Regions from separate parts of the Mus musculus genome. Here all the other regions are linked to region 3. A link is a contact called in public HiChIP or PLAC-seq and promoter capture Hi-C data. All regions are on one chromosome and are shown on one strand. The core of a region is the stretch at or near the end of the contact, and the rest is flanking DNA. Distances in the headings are between cores, read along the strand shown.

The links. Promoter capture Hi-C pulls out the DNA fragments that hold promoters and counts their contacts. HiChIP or PLAC-seq counts read pairs in DNA pulled down with a chosen protein or histone mark.
Region 1: a contact with region 3 is called in a promoter capture Hi-C map of embryonic stem cells. The contact joins the promoter of Hoxb3 here to the promoter of Cbx1 in region 3. A contact is called at or near these places in 3 of 39 promoter capture datasets (cranial neural crest, embryonic stem cells and frontonasal cranial neural crest), 12 of 115 datasets of contacts at active chromatin or transcription factors (bone marrow-derived macrophages, craniofacial prominence, differentiating embryonic stem cells and 7 more) and 3 of 9 other capture datasets (adipose tissue, embryonic stem cells and macrophages).
Region 2: an H3K27ac HiChIP or PLAC-seq map of embryonic stem cells shows a contact between it and region 3, with 6 read pairs. The contact joins the promoter of Tbx21 here to the promoter of Cbx1 in region 3. A contact is called at or near these places in 1 of 115 datasets of contacts at active chromatin or transcription factors (embryonic stem cells) and 1 of 9 other capture datasets (adipose tissue).

What each region holds. Positions count from the first base shown.
Region 1 is chr11:96,321,491-96,325,340 of GRCm38.p6, reverse strand. It overlaps Hoxb3 (homeobox B3), which reads right to left and starts at 2,215. Exons shown (of 4, transcript NM_001079869.1): 1 at 1,896-2,215. It overlaps Hoxb4 (homeobox B4), which reads right to left. Exons shown (of 2, transcript NM_010459.7): 2 at 3,703-3,850.
Region 2 is chr11:97,113,662-97,117,331 of GRCm38.p6, reverse strand. It overlaps Tbx21 (T-box 21), which reads left to right and starts at 2,001. Exons shown (of 6, transcript NM_019507.2): 1 at 2,001-2,682. The coding sequence starts at 2,195.
Region 3 is chr11:96,787,369-96,790,729 of GRCm38.p6, reverse strand. Cbx1 (chromobox 1) reads right to left here and starts at 1,595. Exons shown (of 5, transcript NM_001362560.1): 1 at 1,377-1,595.

The DNA.
Region 1 (3,850 bases), core at 966-3,465, 470 kb after region 3:
GGAGAGCAGTTCCTCTTCCCAACTAGAAAGAAAAGGCTTCTCCTCCCTTCCCTCTCCTTCCTTCCACGTGTGCTGCTACTGAGGATATTGAATGCAGAAGATAGAGCGCCAGTCACAGAAAAGGGGTCTTCACTCCAGCTTCCCCCCTTTAGCAAGTCTTCCACTTATCTCTTGACTTGAAAAGTTTCTACCAACTTTGGTTAGCAGGGAAAACGCGCGCAGAGCAACGTGCGAGAGGTCCTCCTTTCAGCTCTCTTACTCTACTGCTTATTGAGGTACACAAGAACTTAGAAAAGGAAGATTGGGGTACGGGAGATAAAGGTGTTTATAAAAACAGCTCCCTAAACAAAGGAACTTCAGAAAATAGTTGAGGGGGGGGGGAGAGAATATGAAGAAATATCTCCAAGATAGTGTCCATGGTGGAAAGCCTTTCTCTCCAGCTCAGGAATTTATTCCTCTGATCTGTGACTGGTGACTGTCTGACCTCTCAGTATTGTATTCTTTAGTTCTCCTTCCCTCAGCTCGCTTTAAAGGAGGCAGAGGGGTGGGGAGAGAGAGAGAGAGAGGGAGAGACAGAGAGGGAGAGAGAGAAAGAGAGAGAGAGAGAGAGAGAGAGAGAGAGAGAGAGAGAGAGAGAGAAGCAAATGGAGTTGGGATGGGGCTGGGGCTGAAGCCAAACCTAGGGAAGGAGCTTTATATAGACAGATCAGCACCAGTACTCCCTACCCACAGGACTTCTGGGCTAACTTAAAAAGACAAAACAAAACAAACAAAACTCTACCTTTCTTCCCAATCCACAACAATAGAAAAATGATACATAAATTCTGAGCTAGCAAAGCATTTGGGGACCACAGTGGGAATAAAGAAGCTAGGAACCCTGAAGAGGTGTGACTTTCCCTCTGGGGCAGGAAGCAAGAGCTAGCACAATGTCCAGTCTCAGAGAGGTCAAGGGGCTTCCGAGGTCATTTTGTGGTTCTAATACCAAGCTAATCGCCTAGAAAACGTGGCCTCTCCATGAACTCTTCCTCCTGCCATCCTCCCGCCTCCAAACTCTCTCTCAGTGAGGCCTCAGGGAAAAGGGGACAGCACATTCAGGTCTAATGCAGAGTCCACCAATTCCCCAGCCTGAGAAGTAAGGCCCCCAGAGGAAGAACAGAGCCCCCAACCCAGAAGCAAAAAGAAAAGAAACTGAACACGGGAGACTCCAGGAGGCCTGGAGTGTGGGGTGCATGGGATTGGGTGGGGGGTAGAACAAAAGAGAATTTCTGCTGCACCTGGTCCTGAGCAGTTTCTTTTTCAATGAGTAAAGATTTATCTAGAATCCCAAACTAGATACAAGAAGAAAACCCAACCAATTCCACTTCTATCAGTTCCAAGGATAGGAGACTCCGTCAAGAACTGGATTCCTTTTTTTTTTTTTAAAGGAGACTTCAATGACAACATCTCACTGGTAAACAGTGTAGACAATCAGGAGTCCCAGGACACAGGCACACACACACACACACACACACACACACACACACACACACACACAGAAGCTCTCCCTGTCTGCATTTTTCAAAACCAGAGAAACACTTCTGAACAGCCTCACAAACAGCCTCTCTGGTGTTTTTCAGGAGCCCTGACACCTCCGTCCTGACCAGTTCAAACACTCTCCAGGTGTCCAGGCCTCTCTCTCCTCTGTCTCCACGTCTCTCCTTTTCTCCCCAAACATCAGTCATCATAAAAGGTAGCAAACCTGCCCAAGCATCCTCCATAAAATAAAACCCCACAAAGATAGTTGAAAAAGAAAGAGGAGGTGAGAGGTTTTCTTTTTCTTTTACTTGTGAAAAGAGCCCATAAAATGATTAAAAAATAAAAAATGAAAAAGCCAGCCCAAGCCAGGGCTTTGTTACCTCTGAGCCTCTTGCCCGCTCTCGCCTGAGCTCCTCTGGTCCCGTTCATGACGAAAGGAAGGCTTCTTCCAAAACTGAGAGAAAAAAGTTTTCAACTTTATGGCTCCAAAATTTTTCCCCCTTGCCGATCCGGAGAGACGGCTAACACTTTTTTCCCCCAACAGCCGGTCTGCGGAGATTTGCTGTTGAATAATGACAAAGGAGAGAGGATACGTATTTAAAGAAAAGAAGTGATTAATGGTTTTCTGTATAATTCTCACATTTTTCTTAGCTCTTGTCTACACAGAATGGCTGTGAACTTTAAGCTCTATAGAAATCTTCGGTCCGTCCTCGGCCTCCTCCTCCTCTTCTTCTTCTCCTTCTTTTTAAAGATTCTATTCATACCTTCCAAGGAGCAGCTTTGACTTGATTCTTTAGAGACATTCCTGGGGGGGAGGCCTTATGGTTTTTAAGAACTATTTTTCCCTCAACTAAGGGTTGTCTTATCTCCTTAGCTAGAACATTACACCACAACCAAGACAAAGCTAACCCTCTCATCCTCCTCCAGGGCTACAGGCAACTCTCCCATCCTTCTTTCCTTTCTCTTTAAAAACTGGTCTTCTGGTTTCATTCTAAGGGGCATTTCTACTGCGCTGGGGATACTGGCCCGATGGGTTCTCTGGCCTACTCAGATTCCTGCTAACCTTACAGGCTAACCAGAGAAACGTAAAATAAACAACAATCAAACATGTGCAAGAGGTTGGCTCTTTATTTTCTGGAAAGAAATGGAACAATAACAACAACAACAAAAACTGAAATGACTTTTAACTGTGGAGTTTCCTGGAGGCAACGTAGCTGCATCCTGGGCCATGACAGGCTCACAGAAGCCAGGTTTAGAACTTCAGGCCTTAGAACTTCTTGGCTGTGGTACACAAAAGTGACCCAGACCTGGCCTAGGTCTCTGAGGATCACCTGCACTCCCCCCCCCCATTCCATTCTAGGGGGTTATTGGGACCTCAGAGACAGACAGCTATTTGGTCCCCAGCCTTACTTTCGATACTTTCTATGAGAAAGAAAATGAAAATTAATACAGGAGCAGGGCTTCACAAAAGAGCCCATTTGTCTTCTTGATTATCTATTTGCTTGTCAGAGTTTGAGCTATGGCACCGGCTAGTTCCTTTGTAATATAAAAATACTCAGAAACCCTGCAAACACCCAGAAACATCTGTGCAAAAAATTAGACTCATTAAAGCCTTAAACACCTCAGAGGAAAGTGATACCTTCTCATTGCGGGGAGGAAGGAGGCTGGCCTCGTGGAGTCCTTTCTCGAACTTTAATAACCAAAGAGCCGTCTGTCTAGAAGGAGACAGCTTAACTGCATTTTATTTGCTTATGACAAATAAATCCCCATATGAAAGACTTTGCCCTACTTAAGCCTCTGGTGTCCTACAATGAAACACACACACACTTACACACACACACACACACACACACACACACACACGCCTTGGGGACTGGAATCAGCCCTCCCAATCCTTGTGATTCATTTTTGGACTGAATGGGGGAATTTTTTTAAGTCTAAAACAAAACACATGCACCCCAAAGGGAAAACAAACCCAGCTTCCACAACTCAGAAGCTTCTGAGAAAGAAATTCCTAATGGAGTTTTAAAAGGAGAGAGAGAGAGAGAGAGAGAGAGAGAGAGAGAGAGAGAGAGAGAGAGAGAACTTAATTGTGAGGCCATACCCTCTAGGATGCTTGGCATACACACTGGGGGGGGGCGCACTTGCTCACACCCTTAACTTCAACATTCCAACAAAACCACGATGTGATGGTCACAAGAAACCAAACATTTATTTCTGTTGTCACTCTGTACAGGACACAAATTTTCACACCAACAAAAGGTTCTAGGCTCAGGCAGCCCCAGAGGTAGGAAGGGGCCTGGTTTTGGAATGTCAGAAAGAGAACAGGAGAGAG
Region 2 (3,670 bases), core at 752-3,251, 330 kb before region 3:
GAAGTTGATGTAAAATTAGACATCTGTGTGTGTGTACAAAAGACAGAGACACAGGAGGGTCTATACAAGGGAGGTATCCAGAAGGGTTTTCTTAAAATGTTAATACGGGAGCTAGTATGGGAGGGTGGTGGTTTGTCTGACTTCTGTTTTTCTTCACTGCCTAGATTTTCTGTACAGAGGATGATTTTAGTCCTGAGGCCAGCAAGATGGCTCAGCAGTTAAAGGCACTTGTTGTCCAAGCCTGATGACCTGAGTTCCAGACTCAGAACCCACATAAGGATGGAAAGAAAGGACTGACCCCACACAGCTGGACTCTGAACTCTAAACATGCACCATGGCACAGATGTCCACACACAATAACAAGTAACTTGCTTCCTGGCGGTGACGCCCTCCCTCTGAGATTATGCCTCACTCGCAAGGGTCTCCTTCATCACTCTCCAGAAGAGGAGAAGAGGAAACACAAGAAAAAGCGCCTGGTGCAGAGCCCCAATTCCTACTTTATGGATGTGATATGCCCAGGATGATATAAAATCACCAGTCTTTTTTTAAAATTAATTTATTTATTATATGTAAGTACACTGTAGCTGTCTTCAGACACTCCAGAAGAGGGTGCCAGATCTCATTACCGATGGTTGTGAGCTACCATGTGGTTGCTGGGATTTGAACTCAGGACCTTCGGAAGAGCAGTCAATGCTCTTAACCGCTGAGCCATCTCTCCAGCCCAAGTAACTCTTAAACGATACTTTACTTCTTATTTACTTACTTTTGAGATAAGATCCCCTGTAACCCAGGCTGGCCCAAATTGTAGCTGAAGATGACCTTAAACTTCTGATCCTCTACCAACCCTCTCAAGTGCTGGGATGACAGGCATGTGCCACCATGCCCCATCTATACAAAGCTGGGGGTGGAACCAGAAGCGTGGGTGTATGCTAAGCAGGCACTCCATCAGTTGAACTATATCCCAGACCCCGGGGATGCTTTTTATTTCAAAAGAAAACTCCCAATGGATTCATTTTCAGTTAGGAGGTGAGATTCTTCTCAAAATGCAGGACTTACCGTAGTTATTGGAATAGAACAGCGGAGGAAGGACTGTCTGTCTCCATCAGAGCAGGTGCTGGGCTCCCTGTCAGCCAGCTTGGACTACATACCTTTGTTTTTTTCTATAATAGAATGGAAACAGAGGCACACAGACACCGGTTGGTATAAGGTACACAGCCCCTACCCCCAATACGAATATTTATTTCCCCAGCCTACCCCATCAGGCCTGAGGGACTTTCAGGCAAAGGAAGTGACTTACCCAGGTCCTACACACCCGAGTCACAGTCAGAGTCAGCCCTGGGACTCTGAACACTGACAGCCAAGCGCTACTTCCCGTGTCTTTCGCTAGCTGTTACGCTGCCACGTGAACGAGCTTTTGTGGGAGCATTTCAGCCAGCCCAGCCCACCGTGGGCTGCTTTGGGTGCAATCTTCTTGGGAGACAGCTTCCAAGTTTCCTCCTGGGCTAGAGGGACAAGCATCATCCTCGGGCCTGGGGGGTGGGGTGGGAGGCTAGCGATGGGGGGTGGGGGCGGCGGACAAGAGACAGCGAGCAAACACTTTGTGTAAAGTCACAAAGCCTGGGCATACAGGAGGCAGCAACAAATATCTGTTGACTATGGATAGTCTAAGTAGCTCTGAGCCTGCCAGAGGCGTGAGAATGCTCAGATGGTCCCATCTGGGGAAAGGGCCTTTGCTGTGCCTTCCAGGACTGGCGGAACTTCCTGGGGGAGAGAAACCGTTTCTCTCCTCGAAGTTTCAGAGTTTCAGGTGGCAGGTTGACTCTTTCCCAGATTGGGGCGACAAGAGACTTACACTTAGGAGTGGGGGTCGGGGCTTCAGTCCTCACCAAAAGCGAATTCGCGCTGTATTAGCCACGAGGGGGCGGGGCGGGGCGGGGCCAAGGTGGCGGGGTGAGGGGACCCAAGGAGCTTCATAAAGCCACAGCAAAGGCCGCCGCGCCGCTAGTGACAGCGCGGGCTGCAGAGAAAGCCCAGGAGCAGCTGCGCGCCTATCCAACGCGCGCTCAGGAGCCAAGCGTCCCAGCTCCCGCTCCAGTGAAGTTTCATTGGTCTTCGGACGCCGCCCCCGTCGCCCCAGCCCTAAGGACCCTCGGGTCTCTTCGACGGCTGCTGGAAGGCGCCCAGCCCGCCTCGGATGGGCATCGTGGAGCCGGGCTGCGGAGACATGCTGACCGGCACCGAGCCGATGCCGAGTGACGAGGGCCGGGGGCCCGGAGCGGACCAACAGCATCGTTTCTTCTATCCCGAGCCGGGCGCACAGGACCCGACCGATCGCCGCGCAGGTAGCAGCCTGGGGACGCCCTACTCTGGGGGCGCCCTGGTGCCTGCCGCGCCGGGTCGCTTCCTTGGATCCTTCGCCTACCCGCCCCGGGCTCAGGTGGCTGGCTTTCCCGGGCCTGGCGAGTTCTTCCCGCCGCCCGCGGGTGCGGAGGGCTACCCGCCCGTGGATGGCTACCCTGCCCCTGACCCGCGCGCGGGGCTCTACCCAGGGCCGCGCGAGGACTACGCATTGCCCGCGGGGTTGGAGGTGTCTGGGAAGCTGAGAGTCGCGCTCAGCAACCACCTGTTGTGGTCCAAGTTCAACCAGCACCAGACAGAGATGATCATCACTAAGCAAGGACGGTGAGTGAGGTGCGCGCCGAGCGCAGCGAGCTCGCAGGGCGGAGCCGGCGGGAGTCTGGCCTCGGTGGCCCGCCGGAACAACGACTTTCCTCTTTTTTTTTTTTTTTTTTTTTGAAATCAAAATTTGAAGCTGCAGGTTGCTGAGTCTTTGTGTTCGTAGACTGAGCTTCAGTTTTAGGAGACGGGGGAGCAGGGTTGCGGGGAGGGCACCGCAAGCTCCGGAGAGCCGCGGGTGCTGAGGGTATCAGAGGGCTCAAAAAGGATGATGCTGTGGGCGCAATTAGAAGTTACTTTGGTGCAGAGGAAAGGATGACTCTCGCTTCACCGAGAGTTGGCCGGTGGGGGGTGGGGGGTGGGGGACTGGAGGGGGTTAATTTGCTCCTTGCCTCAGTCTGGGATCTCAGTGGGCAGCGAGGAGTGTGTGTTATAGACCTGACTGACCGCCTTTCGGTCCTTAGGTATTCGGGAAATTGAAGTGTTGGGGGCAGAATATTTTTTGAGATCTCAGTGTGCCTGTTCCTTTGCTACTGCTGTGCTTAGGGTAGCTTTGGTGTATGGGGGAGGGGGGGAGCAGACTGGGATTTGGTGACATGGAGAAGCGGTCGCCAAGTTTCTTTTCCGGTCTTACTTTGAGATCATATGTCTAGAGAGGGAGAGAGAGAGAGAGAGAGAGAGGAGTGTGTGTGTGTGTGTGTGTGTGTGTGTGTGTGTGTGTGTTGTGTAGAGAGGTGGGAAGCAGCAAAACTTATAAAGGCACAAATAAATGCCGAGGGCCTGAACGTGCCAAGTTCAAGACCAGTTGCAGCTGGTGTCCAGTCTTGCACTGTGCTCTTTGAGGCTAGTCCCTAAAAATATGTCCACTTTCTCACCCAGCTATTCATCAGTCCAGCCTGGGGGAAGATGGAGGGGGTCCCCTAAGCCTGTTGCATTAGTGGTATGGTTTGTGGCTCAGCCTGCTGCTTCCGGATCGAGTCTCTTTGCTGAAGAA
Region 3 (3,361 bases), core at 346-2,845:
AACTATTCCAAAAAGCTGACATGATTCTTAACACAAAACTGGAGAGGTTACCCTATGTTCTAGCATAACTCATTTTTCAAAAAACCTTTTTATGGTATTGGAACATAACTCAGTGGTAGATAACTTACATGTGTGCAAGGTCCTCAGTACCACACACCGAAATGAGTTCTATATTTCTATACTGCTTTTTAAATAAAAATATTCTCGCTGCCGGTGGGCATGCACCTGCTTTCGAGGGTCCCTGCCATTTCCCTAATTTGTAGCTCAGAGGGCAATTCTGTGAAGTCTGCTCGCTCTTTCCACCTTTACCTGGATCCTGAGAGGTAAACTGAGGCCCCCAGGCTTACGCACAAAGAACAGATCTCTTTCATTGGATGAGTCTTGCCTTACACGTGTTCTTCCACAGCCTCCCAACTCACACTGAAGACCCATTACAAGGCACAAAGTGGCCTTTTCACCCTTTCTTGACTCCCCTGGTGGCCAGGCAAGGCTTTAAACTCCTGATCGTCCTGTTTCCGCTCCCAAGGGCTACATGAATGCCATCAAGCCCAGCCCGAATTTATAAGGTACAGAGGATTGAATTCAGGCCTGTGCAGTGGGCTAGGCAAACATTCTACCAACTAAGTTACATCCCCAGGGACCCTTTATTTTCTTCCACATTTGACCAGTCACTCTAGACTTCTACCCTACCTATCCCAGCAACTCCACTTTTAGACAAGGTCAAGAAAATGCCTGACCCCCCACCCCCACCCCTAGACGGATTCAACAAATCTCTTCCCCGCTAGCACACCGTGAGCTGCCCAAATCCTCCTGTTCAAGTTTATTGGAAGTTACTTCTTCTTAACTCTGGCAAGAGAAACTTCTCTGATAGTGGCAACTGGACCCAATATCCTCAGGTTACTTTTTCTCTCTTTCCTCCAAGTGCTACGGGGGTTGCTTGCGATTGCCACCGTGTCCGCTTTCTCAGGTTACATTTCTAAACCTCGAGAGTACGAAGTCGTGGTCCCTGCCACGCACACCCAAAAGCACCTGTCCCCCTTATGGACGTCCCAAAGTTTTCTTTCTCCCGCCCAACTCTAGAGTCCCTCACTCGGGTCAAACGCTCTTGGTCCAGTTCTTGAAAAGCTAACCCTCCGCTGGCTCCGCTCATCGCGAACCACTCGGCTCCCGGGCTCTGGATTCGCTGCCCCGCCCTCTCCACACTCCCGCAACCCGCGAGCTCTGCGCGGGAAGCGGACCCGGCGGGCGCTGGGCCGGGGCGCGCCCCCCATTCCTCGGTCTCCGCTCTTCCGTTAGCGGCCCGCGCTGGTCCGCGGCCTCCCGCCGTTGCCGCGTCCCCTCCCCCCACACACCCCGCCTCCAGCCCGCCTCTTCACCTCGTAGCAGCGCCCGAGAGTCCGAGAGGAATCGGTGCCGCGCTACTCGCGCGTTGCGTCGGGCGGTCCGAGGGGAGTAGCGCGCCCAGAGGAGCAAAGAGCCGTGTGGCCACAAGTCGACCGTCCCGCTGAAGCGGCGTACCGCAGGCCCCGCTAACGGCCCTCCCCTCAGCCGAACAAAAGAGCCTCTCACTCTGCGCGGCCCGCCGCCTGCACTGCGCAGACGCGACGACCCGCCGCAGGGCACCTTGGGATTAAGAGTCGGCCAGAAACTACAGATCCCAAAGTACCGCGCGAATCCCGCGCCGCCCACCTCCACTTTCAAGGATTGTAGGGAGTTTTCGTAGTTTTGTTTTCTTTTTTGACTGGAAAGGCGAAGTCGACTGTTACTTAGAACATAACTCTACAGTCTAGGAAATTGATGGGTAGTGGTGGGGTTTGTTTGTTTAATAACAGGATACGCAGCCCAGGTGGCTTCGAACTCGTGGCCTTTCTTTTTGCTTCAAATGTCAAAGTGCTGGATTCCAGGCGCGTGCTGGTATTCCTTACTCAGTCTACAAAAGTAGGACACTGCAGGTTTGGAAACTAGCCCGTTGATGTTTGGTCCGTTTGCGTTTAAAAGAAAAATATTGTATTCGTCACCTGAGATTTATCAAATCACCTTCAATAATGTCCAGCAATCTTACCTATTATTGCCACCTGACTGGGGTTCCTACCTCTCAGTTTGAATCACTGCTCCATTCAGAAAGCAGTAGATTAACCGTCTAGGTAGACACCATCGACACTTTCTGAATTTGCTTTTTTTCTTTCCCCTTCCTTCCCTCTCTATTCTTGTTTTATTTTTGGTTGTTGGTTCTGTTGAGTGGACAGGGTCTCAAGGAAGTCTGATCTACCTGTTTTCACTTCCCAAATGCCGAGTATTACAAACACAGACCACCACATTCAAAGTTTTCCCTTTATTGCCCTTGCCGGTGGGTGACTTTCATGGGGATTTCTCCATCTCTGTGAACATCCTTTATCAAGTTAGTCTAAAGAAACGGAATTAAGCAAAAACCACGGCTGGGCTGTCATTCTTTAACACGGGTGCTACTCTGATTCAGGTAGGTTGCTGCTAATTGTTGAACTAGGAACTCCAGTAAGGACAGACGCTTCATATGACTCATTGTGTCCACGACACTCAGGATCCTTGGTGTTTGTTTCTAGCAAGGACAAGGTCATTTTGGTTGTTTGTTTGTTTGGTTGGTTGGTTGGTTTGTTTTTGTTTGTTTTTTTGAGACAGGGTTTCTCTCAAAACTCAGTTTGTAGACCAGGCTGGCCTCAAACTCAGAAATCGGCCTGCCTCTGCCTCGAGTGCTGGGATTAAAGTTGTGCGCCACCACGCCCGGCCACAAGGTCACGTTTTGACTCTCAGTATTTATTGGTAAAAATTCCTTGAATATGTGATTAAGTGAATAACTGAGATGTCCAACTGATAATAGAACTGATCAAACTTTCCAAGGCCAGATTCAAGCCTCTTAATCCTAGTACCCGGGATTGAGACAGGAGGATTGCTGGGAGTTTAAGAGCACTTTAGCACTTAGGAGGCAGAGGCAGGAGAATTTCTGAGTTCAAGACCAGCCTGTTCTACAGAGTGAGTTCCAGGAGAGCCAGGGCTACACAGAGAAACCCTGTCTCAAACAAACAAACAAACACAACAGCAAACCCAAAAAAAAAAAAAAAAAAAAAAGCGCAGTTTAGACTATGTAGCCTAGGTTACAGAGTGAGAGCTTGTCTTAAAAAAAAAAACAAACAAACAAACCAAAAATCAAAAAAACCCCGAAACAGTGACAACTTTTCTGTTCAAAAAACTAAGACAAAAGAAAAAGAGGGTTAGTTTCACAATGTTATATAAAAATTAGTCAAAAGAGACCGATTCTTCCTGAAAAAATACTTGGGTCAAGCCTCCAAAACCAGGCGACAACCCACCCGTTCTGGATGCCTTTAAG